4 separate regions of the Sus scrofa genome follow, and regions 1, 3 and 4 are each linked to region 2. Evidence: chromatin contacts called from public HiChIP or PLAC-seq data. All regions are on one chromosome and are shown on one strand. Each heading gives the region's core, a stretch centred on a gene start, on an enhancer-like site or on the middle of the called end of the contact. The rest is flanking DNA. Distances are from core to core; before and after follow the strand shown. Region 1 overlaps ZNF609 (zinc finger protein 609). Region 2 overlaps ZNF609 (zinc finger protein 609). Region 3 overlaps ZNF609 (zinc finger protein 609). Region 4 overlaps ZNF609 (zinc finger protein 609).

Region 1 (3,394 bases), core at 310-2,809, 170 kb before region 2:
GATCCCCAACCCACTGGGCGAGGCCAGGGATCAAACCTGAAACCTCATGGTTCCTAGTCAGATTGTTTCCGCTGCTCCACTGGGAACTCCTGTTTGTTTGTTTTTTGTGGGTTCTTTTTGGCTGTGGCATGCAGTGGCTTGATGTGGGATCTCAGTTCCTGGGCTAGGGATTGAACCTAGGCTGCAGCAGTGAAAGCTCTGAATCCTAACCACTAGACCACCAGAGAACTCCCGGTAATAGGTTCTCTTTATTGTAAAAAAGCCCACTCAGCTCAGAGTTGCTATTTCCTAGTTGATATGTTTCTTTAGAAGTACTTAACTGCACTGACTCAAACCTTAGTGAAAGGTACAGAGTACTGTAGGGAAGAGGTATATGTATTCATCATATACCAACCTAAGTAGCATGAGGTTAGAAAAATTAACATTCAGGATGAAGAATCTCTTGTGCTGAAGCTTCTCAACTGGAGGCATATGTCACAATCCCTTCTGGAACTTTTGCAAAGTAAAAGCATCCTACCAAAGTGAAATATTTTGGGCTGGGAACCCCAAACATATACTTATTTTTTAAAACTTCAACAAGTTCTTTTAATGTACCTCTTAGTTAAAAACCACTGTCGTTGGAGTTCCCGTCGTGGTGCAGTGATTAACGAATCCGACTAGGAACATGAGGTTGCGGGTTCGATCCCTGCCCTTGCTCAGTGGGTTAACGATCCGGTGTTGCCGTGAGCTGTGGTGTAGGTTGCAGACGTGGCTCAGATCCCGCGTTGCTGTGGCTCTGGCGTAGGCTGGCAGCTACAGCTCCGATTAGACCCCTAGCCTGGGAACCTCCATATGCTGCGGGAACAGCCCAGAAATGACAAAAAACAAAACAAAACAAAACAAAAACCCACTGCCGTTGTGGAAAGGACTTTGGTTTTACTATACATCCTTTGGAAATCCTTGTTACTCATTTAGCCAGGGAAGCTTTAAAAGCTGTCCTTGTTTTTTGCCGTTTCCAGATAGAGCAATGCACTGCACTTTAGAGATCGTAGGATCCTCAGGTGTCTTATAGCATGCTCAAGAGTCTCCTCCAACTCTCCTTTTTCATTGCTCAGTCATTGCATTGTGTTAGGGATCAGTCATTTAGGAATATAGCTATAATGAATCTGACTTCTCATTATCTGCTTAATTAGGAGAACTAATTAATAAAATTTTGATAGTTATAGCTGTTAAAGTAGAACATCCATATCAGTGTTACTGATTCATTTTAAAATTGTTGTCCCAGATTTTTTAAGGCAAATGTGAGCAGAATTCCTATAACATGATATATTTTGCCAAATATAGGCAACTGGTGATATTTTTTATACTTAAATTGGAAGAGAGGAATTGTGGCTCAGCGGTAATGAACCCAACTAATATCCATGAGGATTCGGGTTTGATCCCTGGCCTTGATCAAAGGGTTAAGGATCCGGTGTTGCTGCGAGCTGTGATGTAGGTCACAGACGTGGCTTGGGTCTGGTGTTGGGTGTGGCCTAGGCCAGCAGCTGCAGCTCCAATTCGACCTCTAGCCTGGAAACTTCCATGTGCCATGGGTGTGGCCCTTAAAAAAAAAGAAAAAAAAAATTGGAAGGGAACAGAAGACAGGCTTAGATAATCTAAATTTATCCCTAATCCAAAAGCAGCTTCTTTTCTCTTTGATTTGTGAGTGTATTTCTGTGCTTATGTTAGACAATTGGTGTTAATTTTACAGAAATCCATGACACCCCAAAACAAAATAATGCAGTTATCTGATAAAGATCTTACTTCTGAGCCTGCTTCTGGATACATTCAAATTAAACATGCTGTTTTAAGAAAAGAGCACATCACTTCACAGAAATAGTAGAGGTTCCCTAAGTTATTTACTTTTTTTTTCAAAACATGTACTATTTCTTTGAAATCAGGAAGAGAATTAAATGTTTTTGAGTATAAAGTATCTCTCTGCTGAGATTTTAAGTCTCTTAGCCAAGGAAGAGTAATTATAATTAGAATGCTAATTGTTATCAGAGATGAACGCATACTTGAATATACTGCAAACTTATAGTTAAAATCATTATGGAGTGGTGTGTTTGGAACAGAACTATAATTATATAACCTTAAATTTCTATATAATAAAGTTTACGACATGTTTTTTAGTCATGATACATGTATTAGGTATTTAGTACTGATATATGTAGTATGCTCTCAAAATTTATATTAATCTGTACTTTAGATGGATCTTTGTAATTTTTGGAATATGCATATACTACTGCACAGGAGGAGAAAAAATTGGCAAATGTGGGGAAGAAGTCATCATATAAAGTGACTACACATTTATATACACCCTGTTAGACTAGAACTTAATTCTATTAGTATACAGATTTCTAAACATCTGGTCGAGTGTCTGTTTTTGATAAAATATGCCATAAGGCATTTTTCACTTTGCTTATACATATGTGCTTAGATTGAGAATGTGATTGCTTATTATAATTTCAGAAACAGGTTGAGAAATTCTTTTATTTTTATTTGCCTCTAATGTCTCTCCTGTCGATTTCCGTCCCTTACAAGGATCAGGTTCTACAGTGAGGGTTTGAAGTACTTGGTCAAAAAGTACCCTTGAGGAGTTCCCGTTGTGGTGCAGTGGTTGACGAATCCGACTAGGAAACACGAGGTTTCGGGTTCGACCCCTGGCCTTGCTCAGTGGGTTAAGGATCTGGCGTTGCCGTGAGCTATGGTGTAGGTCGCAGACTCGGCTCGGATCCCAAGTTGCTGTGCCTGTGGCGTAGGCCAGCGGCTGCAGCTCTGATTGGACCCCTAGCCTGGGAACCTCCATATGCTGTGGGAGTGGCCCTAGAAAAGGCAAAAAGACAAAAAAAAAAAAGTACTCTTGAAAATTACTTGAGGTGATGCCATGCTGGAGATTGCTATACTGGCTTTGTAAATTCTACACAATGGTTTGTTTTAGCATTAAAACAAACAATTTTTTCTTCAGTTAAGTTCTAATGTAAAAGCTGACTTGTGCTTAAGTACAGTGTTGATGAAAAATATGTATTTGTAAATACTAGAATTATCGTAACTCTGACAAAATGCTCACACTGTGAGGAGACACATGGGAATGGAAGCCAGATAAGTGAACAGGCAGTTCAAGTCTGCCATCTTTGGTTGCCTCTAGAGTGTATATTCAATGGATGGAATAACTTTGAAGCCCAAACCATTCACATTGGTCTTTCTTTTTTCTTTTTTTCTTTTGCCAGTCACTGAAATTTGATTTTTTTTTAAAGGAGGTTTCTTGGTTTTGTTTTGTTTTTGGCTGCATCCATGGTATGTGAAAGTTCCCTGGCCAGGGATTGAATTCATGTCACAACCGCAACCTGAGCCACTGCAGTCACCACGCTGGATC
Region 2 (3,248 bases), core at 339-2,838:
AAGTTACAAGTGCAGCCCATGCACAAGGCGAAGGAATTAGGCCTCACCTGTGTATTTTATTGTTATTTTTTTGAGGGGGGAGTTGGCTATACCCACGGCATGTGGAAGTTCCCAGGCCAGGAATCAAACCCGGGCTACAGTGACAACACCAGATCCTTAACCCTCTGAGCCACATGGGAACTCCTACATGGTTTTTTAATACAAATGGTAGCACACTATAGTTACTGTTTCTATACCTTGCTTTTTCTTTTTTTTTTTTTTTTTTTTCATTTGCTGTATATCTCAGACATGGTTCCATATCTGTTTATTTATAATTGTTTTATTCTTTTTAATAGCTGTATAGTGTTCCATTGTGTGGATGTACAGATATGTATTTAATTTAGTCCTTCACTAAAGGACACTTAATTTCTATCTTTTGCTATTATGAACACTGCTGCATCAAGTACTTTGTTCATTTTGTATACTGAGAATATTTATGGGTAAATACCTTCAAGTCGATTTATTGGGTCAAAGAGTATGTGCTTTTTGAAAGATAATGTCAGATTGCCACCAGGGTTGGATCAGCTTTATACACCCCCCAGCAGTGTATGAATTTCCTGTGCCCTTTCTAGGTAGAGTAACAGTAGGAAAATTTAGATATTTGACAGTTTAAATATTAAGAGATTATTTCTTAAAACCAAGTTGGAAAAACTGTGAGGAGCAGTGTTGCCAGTAAATAAGGGATTATTATACATTTTTACACTTTATTCCCAATATAGTTCCCTGACACATGTTGACACCAAAATTTTGTTTGTTTCTTTTTGAAGCAGAGTTGATTTGTTCTGTTAGTTTCTGGTGTTAAAAATTGTTTGTTGGAGTTCCCATCATGGCTCAGTGGTTAACGAATCTGGCTAGGAACCATGAGGTTGCAGGTTTGATCCCTGGCCTTGCTCAGTGAGTTAAGGATCCAGCGTTGCCGTGAGCTGTGGTGTAGGTTGCAGATGTGGCTTGGATTCCACGTTGCTGGCCGGCAGCTACAGCTCTGATTCAACCCCTAGCCTGGGAACCTCCATATGCTGCGGGAGTGGCCCAAGAAATGGCAAATAAAAAAAATTGTTTGTTGATTAATCTCAGAGAGGATGGACTTTCTCTGTGGAAGTTTACAAAGTAAGTTGGCCACTATATTTCAGAGAGGTTTTAACTCTTAGAGTAGAATACTACCGAGAAAGAACCTACTGCCTACTGTAAGATTGCTCTGGTATTTCATTGAAGTATAACATAAAATGTACAAATATTAAGTTCATGGTTTGATGAATTTTTACACACATATATATAACTTTGTAACCATCCTACATCAGGAATTAAAACAATACCCCTAGAAGGTTTTCTCATGCTCTCTGCAATCAGTACCACCCCAGAAGGTAACCACCATTTTGATTTTTATCATTAGAGATGAGTTTTCCCATCTTGATAAACTATTAATTTGATCACTTGGTATGTGCTCTTGTTTGGCTTCTTTCACTTTACATTATGTCCCTGAGATTGAGCCATGCCGTAGTGTGTAGCAGTAGTTCATTCTTCACTGCTATGTAGTATTACATTATGAATATACCACAACATGTCTTTTGTTGGCTATAAGTTCTTGTTTCTGAGAATTGCTGGGTCATAGGGTAGATGTATGTTTAGCTTTAGATCTTCTTAGAAGTACATGAGGTTGGGAGTTCCCATGTGGCTCAGTGGGTTAAGGATCTGGTGTTGTCACTGATGTGGCACTAGTTTGATCCCTGGCCCGGAAACTTCTACATGCCATGGGCATGGCCAAAACAAACAAAAATCCATGAATGTAATAGAAATAATAATTTTCCAGAGTGCTTTTACCAATTTATACCTTCAGATACATTTTTTTCTACCAGATAAATAATATCTGACATGACATACTTTATATTTCATGCCTTGTATTTTCTTGAGCTTAAGTCTTTGGTCATTGTTAAAACTCCTTGGGATGAGTTCCTGTTGTGGCTCAATGGGTTAAGAACCTTACTAGTATCCATGAGGATGCGGGTTCAATCCCTGGCCTACCTTGCTCAGTGGGTTAAGGATCCAGTGTTGCCATGGGCTGTGGTTTAGGTCAAAGACGTGGCTCGGATCCCATATTGCTATGACTCTGGCATAGGCTGGCAGCCGCACTCCTAATCAACTCTTAGCCTGGGAACTTCCATATGCCACATGTGCATCCCTAAAAAGGAAGAAAACAAACAAAAAACTTCAAGGGAAATGGCATTTTATTATTCATATACACTTTTAAGTGCTTGAGTTTCATAGACTTTCATAGAATCACAAAATTCTAGAGGTCTAGCCCAACAACAGGGGATAAAGTAGCTTGCCCATCTGGTACTAACTCAGTTGGGTGAAGTAGATACTTAGTTCACAAAATAAACCATTATCGTGGGAGTTCCTGTTGCAGCTCAGTCGTAAAGGACCTGACTGGTATCCATGAGGACACGGGTTCAGTCCCTGGCCCCACTCAGTGGGTTAGGGATCTGGCATTGCTGTGAGCTGTGGTGTAGGTTGCAGTCTTGGCTCAGATCCCATGTTGTTCTGGCTGTGGTATAGGCCGGCAGCTCCAGCTCCCTTTCGACCCCTAGCCTGGGAGCTTCAGTATGCCATGGATGCAGGCCTAAAAAGCAAACAAACAAACAAACAAAAAAACAAAAAACCCAAACAAGCAAACAAACCCCATTATTGTATTCAAACATCAATAAGACTCTCATTATGTATAAGCCCTATTATGCCTAGGAATAAGTTAAGTTTTTCTCTTATTGACCAGAAACAAATAAAACTGCCAGTTATTTCTCCAGCAAAGATGGGTTTTTTCAGGATAGGCAGAGAATTGCACTTTGGAGTGTGCAGCCATGGCAAGCCACACGCAAGTCCCTATACGGCAAAGAATTGAAAACACTTTTATGGGGGGAAAGGGAAGTTGAGAGTGCTACAGTAAACCAAGAAACCATGCTTGAGTCCTTGGCAGGAAAGAGAGTCTTTCTCCTTCCTTGTGGGCTCTGCTGTTACCACAGGTGTAAGAGCGCCTTCTTCTGGCCTCCCACCTCTATTGAATTGAAGTTTCTATTTGTTAATTTCTTACATTTCACCCTTTTATTGGCTGCCCCGCAGCCTATGGAGTTCCTGGGCCAGGGATCAGATTCAAGCCATAGTTGCGATGTACACTATAGCTACAGCAGTGCTAGATACTTAACCCACAGTGCTGGAAA
Region 3 (3,331 bases), core at 693-3,192, 140 kb before region 2:
TACCCACATTTTGCATTTGCTTTTAGAAAAATAAATCCCAGTGCTTCAACTTGACTAGCATCTTTGTTTTTGATATACATTTATATAAACTTTTATTTTTATCTCTGTTGTAAAACAGTGTTTGGGAATTCCTCCTGTGGCACAGTGGGTTAAGAACCCAAATTCAGCAGCTGTGGTGGTTGCTTAGGTGCGGTTTTGATCTCTAGTCCTGTGCAGTGGATTAAAGGATCCAGCGTTACGGCAGCTGGGGTTTATGTTGTAGCTGGGGCTTGAATTCAGTCCCTGACCCAGGAACTTCATGTGCCATGGGTGTGGCCAATAAAAAGAAAAAACAAAAAACTATGTCTGGAGTGATAACTAGGGCTATCTTATGATAGAGTAGGGTGTTTCAATTTTATTTCTTCTTTTTTTACCCCTGCCTTTTTTTTTTTTTTTTTCCTGTGCTAGCCGTCTCATCATTCAAAATGCTTAGGAACACCTCTTCAACAAAGCCTTTTTTGTCATTTCACCTCCCCAACCCTGCATCTTTTACTTTGAATACCTCATGACAATATTTAGCATATATAATATGTATTATATTTAATTGGTTTCATGTTTGTTTTCTGTTTATTAGACTCTAAGCTTCTGCCTCTATCTCCAGTATCTGACATGCAAGTTTTTAAAGAGATGGTTGAAATTGTGAGAGTGCTTATAGAGTTTTTCTTTTACCAGATCTGTCTTCTCCAGTTTAGTACAGAATTATTTATCTCTGTTCTTCTATTTGGATGTAACTGCTGCTATTTTGACTGAATGACAGTATTTACACTTAAGTTACTGAGAAATGTCAAATATTGCCATCTCTATATAAAAATAATTGCTCTTCTTTTTGTAATACTTATTTTGATTAAATATAATTTTTTTGTTTTTGGTCTTTTTAGGGCCGCACCTGCACCATATGGAGATTCCCAGGCTACGGGTCTAATCGGAGCTATAGCTGCCGGCCTACGCCACAGCCACAGCAATGTGGGATCTGAGTCACAACACTGGATCCTCAACCCACCGAGCGAGGCCAGGAATCGAACCCGTGTCCTCATGGATACTAGTTGGGTTCATTAATCGCTGAGCAACAATGGGAACTCCTAAATATAATTTTAAATATAATTTTTATTTTCTCCTAAGATACTATCTTTTATTTAGAATATAGTATTTTACATTAGTATGTCTTTAATAGAATGGAAGATGGAATAATTCAATACATATAACGAACATTTGTCTTTGTTTAACGCTGCCAGTTGTAAACCTCTGGCCTTTGGGGGGTTTCCTCACCTTATAAGTCCAGTGCCTACTGTAAAATCAGAAAATGCCATGTGCTCTACCAACTGTGATAGCAACAAGGGTTTGAGATCTTGGCCCAAGCTCACCAGCTGAATATGTCATCCTTGATGCCAAGGAACAATGGAGAATTGTTTATAGTGATGGTGACAGCACTATCCAATCTCCAGTGGCATTGCTGGTTCAGTGGTGGATGCAGCATTGTCCTTACCAGACTGATAATGTGGCAGGATTTTGTAACTGGTTCTTATTGTGTAGCCTCTTACTGTGCCTGCTTGTCTTCTGAGTCTAATTCTTCAGACTTCCTGGGAGTTCTGTGAGTCACCCACTTACATCTTTGCTCAAGTCAACCAGAGTTAATTTCTGTAAGCAACCATGAACTTTGAGGGATAGAGTAAGTAGCTGAGTTTTGAGAGTAGAATCTGCAGTGTATATCAAAGCAGTGCACACCTTATTGAGAGACAGAACTCATGAAATAGTAGGTCTATATTATACAGTGATATCATAGTTTATATAACACAGATTTTGTGTTATAAAGTGACACAAAAGTGATATACAGAAAAGAAAAAGCTAGGAGTTCCCGTTGTGGCTCAGTGGGTAAGAATCTGACTAGTATCCATGAGAATGTGGGTTCAATCCCAGGCCTTGTTCGGTGAGTTAAGGATTTGGCATTGTCCCAAGCTGTGGTATAGATCAGATCTGGTGTTGCTGTGGCTATTGTGTAGGCCGGCAGCTGCAGCTCCAATTTGATCCCTAAACTGGGGACTTCCATATGCCTCAAGTGCGGCCCTAAAAAGAAGAAGAAGGGGAAAAAAAAAAAAAGGAAAGGAAAAAGCAGTGGAAGAGTATTAGGAAACAGGTTTATAGAGAAAGTGGAACTCAAATAGTGGGTAGAATTTGGTTAGAGGGAAGAAATGTTTAGAGGGGTACAAATCTGTCCGGAAAATGTGTTGTTAATTGTTGTCACTGAGAACTTTGGATAGTATTTAGTTAGCCCTACATCATACTGGGTGTAAACAAGAAGGGGGATGCGAGGAATAGGAAAAGGGGATATTAGGATTATGTATTAAGTAGGCTAGAAAAATGTGGGATTTTACTATTGGTATTTCTCATGACTAACTGGGAGTATTATATGTCTGCCTATGGAAGACATGCATATCTGGATATTTATTTTTTGCAGAATTTGTTTTCATATTCTCTGTAGGTTATCAACAGTTTTTTTTGTTTGTTTTTTAAGGGCGAGGAGGTTTTGCTGTTTTCTCTCTCTCTCTCTCTCTCTCTTTTTATACTTAAAAAGCTGTTTGAAGAATCTGAGGTGTCTTTGAAGTACCAGGAAGCAGATTCTATTCTTTGGCCCAGCACAGTGGGTTAAAGGCTCCAATGTTGCCATGGCTGTGGCTTAGGTTGCAACTGTGGCTCAGATCTGATCCTTGGCCTGGGAACTCCATATGCCTCGGGGCGGCCAAAAAAGAAAAAAAGCTCTTTGATAGGTGGGTTTTTTTTTTTTTTCTTTTTAGGCCCGCACCCATGGCATATGAAAGTTCCCAGGCTAGGGGTCACTTTGGAGCTAACAGCCACAGCAAAGCAGAATCTGAGCCATGTCTGTGACCTACACCACAGCTCATGGCAACCCCAGATCCTTAACCTACTGATCGAGGCCAGGGATCGAACCCACATCCTTATGGATACTAGTCGGGTTTGTTACTGCTGAACCACAACGGGAACTCTGATATGTGATTTACTTTTGAAGCTCATACTTATGTCAGAATCTCTTGATAACCTCAGGGAGCATATTGGAGCTTTCTCTTTCTTCATTTTGTAAATATATTTTGATAAGTGACCTTGTCCAAATGAAAGTAAAGCTTAATTGAACCGTATTCTTCAGATTGCAAATGAGTATCCTTTTTCTTTGCTTCCATGATTATTTTATACACCTTATTGTAGCACTGATTTGTGTGCATTATTTTCATTTTGTTTTTATGTCTGATTCACTCCATTCCCCAGTCTACCCCTTCCCTGT
Region 4 (2,970 bases), core at 261-2,760, 190 kb before region 2:
TGAGTAATTGAGAAAAGAAAGGATTGCCATTTTCTTTCATAGAGCTCAAATGTATGTCAATGCTACTTGTAATTTAATTTGTAATAAATATTTTTCCTGTATTTTAAAAATACTTCGGGAGTTCCTTTTGTGGCACAGCGGAAATGTATCCAGCTAGCATCCATGAGGATGCAGGTTTGATTCCTGGCTTCACTCAGTGGGTCGGGGATCCGGTGTTGCCATGAGCTGTGGTGTAGTTCGCAGATGTGGCTGAGATCCCACATTGCTGTGGCTGTGGTGTAGGCTGGCAGCTGTAGCTCTGATTCGACCTCACACCGTATGCCACTGGTACATCCCTAAAACGCAAAAAAAAAAAAAAAAAAAAAGCAAACTTTAGATCTCTCTACAGTATATAACCATGAAACAGTCCTCTTTAAGTTCAGACTCTAGAACATTATGAGAATATTTGTGATATTTACATTTTTGAGTTGTCTTATATTTTTCAGATTTGAATCCTCATTGTATACTTAGAACCATGAGGATTCTCCGTTCATCTTATAATAAGAAAATTAATATTTAATAAAGCAACTTGGCTAACAACCTAGCTAGGATCATTGGAAATCTGACTCCAGAAATCACATCTCTTGATTATAAGCTCAGGGCTCTTTTTTTCTACCTCATGCTGCCTTCCCAGAATTGAGTATAGCATTTTTGTTTTGTTTTTTGTTTTCATTGTCCCTACAGCTTTTGTGAGGACTAGCTAGCTGGACTGATCACCCCCACATCCAAGTGTGTGTGACCTGTGGGCCCCATGCAGATTATATGCACTCAAACACAACTGTTGCTTGCTCAGGCCAAAGATTATAAGAAGATTGATCCAAACCCATAAGAAGAGGGGAAGACATAAATTTTCAGTGGAACAGCATTGGACAGCTTGCTATTTAGACCAGGTTAGCTATAGGTAGTTGGCAATTAAAGAGATCCTTTTCTCTGGACAAAAAGAGAGGTACTATTCTTATGTTTGGACATAAGTAGGGTCAGTTGCCACTTAGGTCCTCTGAGTAGGGGCTAAGACCTCACATGAAGATGCCTTTTCATTCTTAGCCTTGAAGAGAGGCCTTGTTCATTACTGAGATAGTGAAGTGGTGTAGTCTGTGGCATATGCCCTATTAAAAAACAGTGACCTGAAATGTGATTACGAACCAGTCAGTGGACTGGGAGTCTGAAGAGCTGGGTTCCAGAGGAAACTGGAATTGGAATTTTTTTTTTCCTGGCCATGCCTGCGTAAAGTAGATGTTCCTGGGCCAGGGATCGAACCTGTGCCACAGCAGCGACTCAGGTCACTGCAGCGACACCAGACCCTTAACCTGCTGAGCAGCAAAAGAACTCCTGAACTTTTATCATTATAGATACAGGGTTTGGGGGTGATTCTCGTGGCGTGTCTTGGTCCCTTAGCTATAGCCATGCAGAGAGGAGTTCCTTGTTGATCAGGTGCAAAGCAAAGCACAAATACACTGGCAGTTCCAAAGTTTGGTGAATCATGGTCCTAAATAGGGAAGTATAGTGCAGTTAGGCAGAAGGAAAGGAGAGAGGAAAATATATATAGAAGCTCTTGCAAGTTGAAAGTGCTTTGTGGTTCTTCTGATTCTGCACTTTCTCTGCCATGGAATCAAGAGGTCAGTGCTTTTCATTTCTAGCTACCATGTTAGTTACCTTACCTCCTGTGGTTAAATATCTCTACAGTGACCTGTCAGAGTTGATTATTAGTTGTATAAAGCCAGGGATGCTGTAGGGAGCACATGGAAAGTGGTTTGGCTGCTGCAGCCAGGCTGATTAAAGAATCCATGGCAATTTTTCAGTGTATCTTTGGAAAGTTACCACCAAAGTTATGATGAAACCTGCTGGGTTTAGAAGGCTGAATTTCTAAAAAGTCACCAGGTTGAAAAGTGGCACTTATGATAACTCCTAACCCCCTCAGAAATAGGACAGTGGCTCTTTATAGAACATCAGGACCACAAAATGTCAGTCCTCAGGATAGTTTTCTTTCTTTTTCTTTTTAAGGCCACACCCTCGGCATATGGAGGTTCCCAGGCTAGGAATGGAATCAGAGCTGCAGTTACCGACCTACACCAGAGCCACAGCAATGCCAGATCTGAGCCGTGTCTGTAACCTACACCACAGTTTGCAGCAACACTGAATTCTCTTTTTTTTTTTTTTTGTCTTTTGTCTTTTTGTTGTTGTTGTTGCTATTTCTTGGGCCGCTCCTGCGGCATATGGAGGTTACCAGGCTAGGGGTTGAATCGGAGCTGCAGCCACCGGCCTACGCCAGAACCACAGCAACGCGGGATCTGAGCCGGGTCTGCAACCTACACCACAGCTCATGGCAACACCGGATCGTTAACCCACTGAGCAAGCGCAGGGACCGAACCCGCAACCTCATGGTTCCTAGTCGGATTCGTTAACCACTGCGCCACGACGGGAACTCCAGCAACACTGAATTCTTAACCCACTGAGTAGGGCCAGGGATTGAACCTAAATCCTCATGGGTACTATTCAGATTCATTACTGCTGAGACACAGCAAGAACTCTTTCTTTGTGTCCTGGTCATTCAGAAATTCTGGGTGGTATTCCAGGAGGGAAAGCAGTATCTAACAGGTAGAATCTAACAGGTAGAATTTTAGATTTGAGAAAGGCCCTAGGCACGTCCAGACTACCCCCTACCACACGTAGAGGAATTCTTTAGGTAATTTGCTTAACAGGTGATTATGCTTTTTCTCCTCACTACTTTCAGTGATAAAGATAGAGCTTCATTAAGTTGTTGTGGGTCATTTTTAGAATTTCAGGTTAATAAATTTTTTTTCCCTGAGTTAAACATCTGTCTTTGTGTAACTCCTACTCATTGGTCATGTTTGTATTCTCAGCATCACAGAATAAGTTTCTCTTTTCTGTACTGCAACCATTGTATATTTGAAGCTAACCAGTTTGTCTCCT

The links. HiChIP or PLAC-seq counts read pairs in DNA pulled down with a chosen protein or histone mark.
Region 1: an H3K27ac HiChIP or PLAC-seq map of alveolar macrophages shows a contact between it and region 2. The contact joins two enhancer-like sites. A contact is called at or near these places in 2 of 2 datasets of contacts at active chromatin or transcription factors (alveolar macrophages and skeletal muscle).
Region 3: an H3K27ac HiChIP or PLAC-seq map of alveolar macrophages shows a contact between it and region 2. The contact joins two enhancer-like sites. A contact is called at or near these places in 1 of 47 Hi-C or Micro-C datasets (heart right ventricle) and 1 of 2 datasets of contacts at active chromatin or transcription factors (alveolar macrophages).
Region 4: a contact with region 2 is called in an H3K27ac HiChIP or PLAC-seq map of alveolar macrophages. The contact joins two enhancer-like sites. A contact is called at or near these places in 2 of 47 Hi-C or Micro-C datasets (embryonic fibroblasts and epiblast stem cells) and 1 of 2 datasets of contacts at active chromatin or transcription factors (alveolar macrophages).

The regions. Positions count from the first base shown.
Region 1 is chr1:107,537,331-107,540,724 of Sscrofa11.1, reverse strand. All of the region lies in intron 2 of ZNF609 (zinc finger protein 609), which reads left to right. Among named protein-coding and RNA genes, the nearest start is that of ZNF609, 44 kb to the left of the region's middle. Within about 2 kb of position 1,559, at least 3 of the 83 cell types and tissues checked have an H3K27ac peak or open chromatin away from gene starts, as enhancers often do. A contact at or near this core is called in alveolar macrophages, where this site is marked.
Region 2 is chr1:107,370,506-107,373,753 of Sscrofa11.1, reverse strand. The region is part of intron 3 of ZNF609 (zinc finger protein 609); the gene reads left to right. Among named protein-coding and RNA genes, the nearest start is that of OAZ2, 47 kb to the right of the region's middle. Within about 2 kb of position 1,588, at least 1 of the 83 cell types and tissues checked has an H3K27ac peak or open chromatin away from gene starts, as enhancers often do. A contact at or near this core is called in alveolar macrophages, where this site is marked.
Region 3 is chr1:107,508,107-107,511,437 of Sscrofa11.1, reverse strand. The region is part of intron 2 of ZNF609 (zinc finger protein 609); the gene reads left to right. Among named protein-coding and RNA genes, the nearest start is that of ZNF609, 74 kb to the left of the region's middle. Within about 2 kb of position 1,942, at least 12 of the 83 cell types and tissues checked have an H3K27ac peak or open chromatin away from gene starts, as enhancers often do. A contact at or near this core is called in alveolar macrophages, where this site is marked.
Region 4 is chr1:107,556,766-107,559,735 of Sscrofa11.1, reverse strand. All of the region lies in intron 1 of ZNF609 (zinc finger protein 609), which reads left to right. Among named protein-coding and RNA genes, the nearest start is that of ZNF609, 25 kb to the left of the region's middle. Within about 2 kb of position 1,510, at least 1 of the 83 cell types and tissues checked has an H3K27ac peak or open chromatin away from gene starts, as enhancers often do. A contact at or near this core is called in alveolar macrophages, where this site is marked.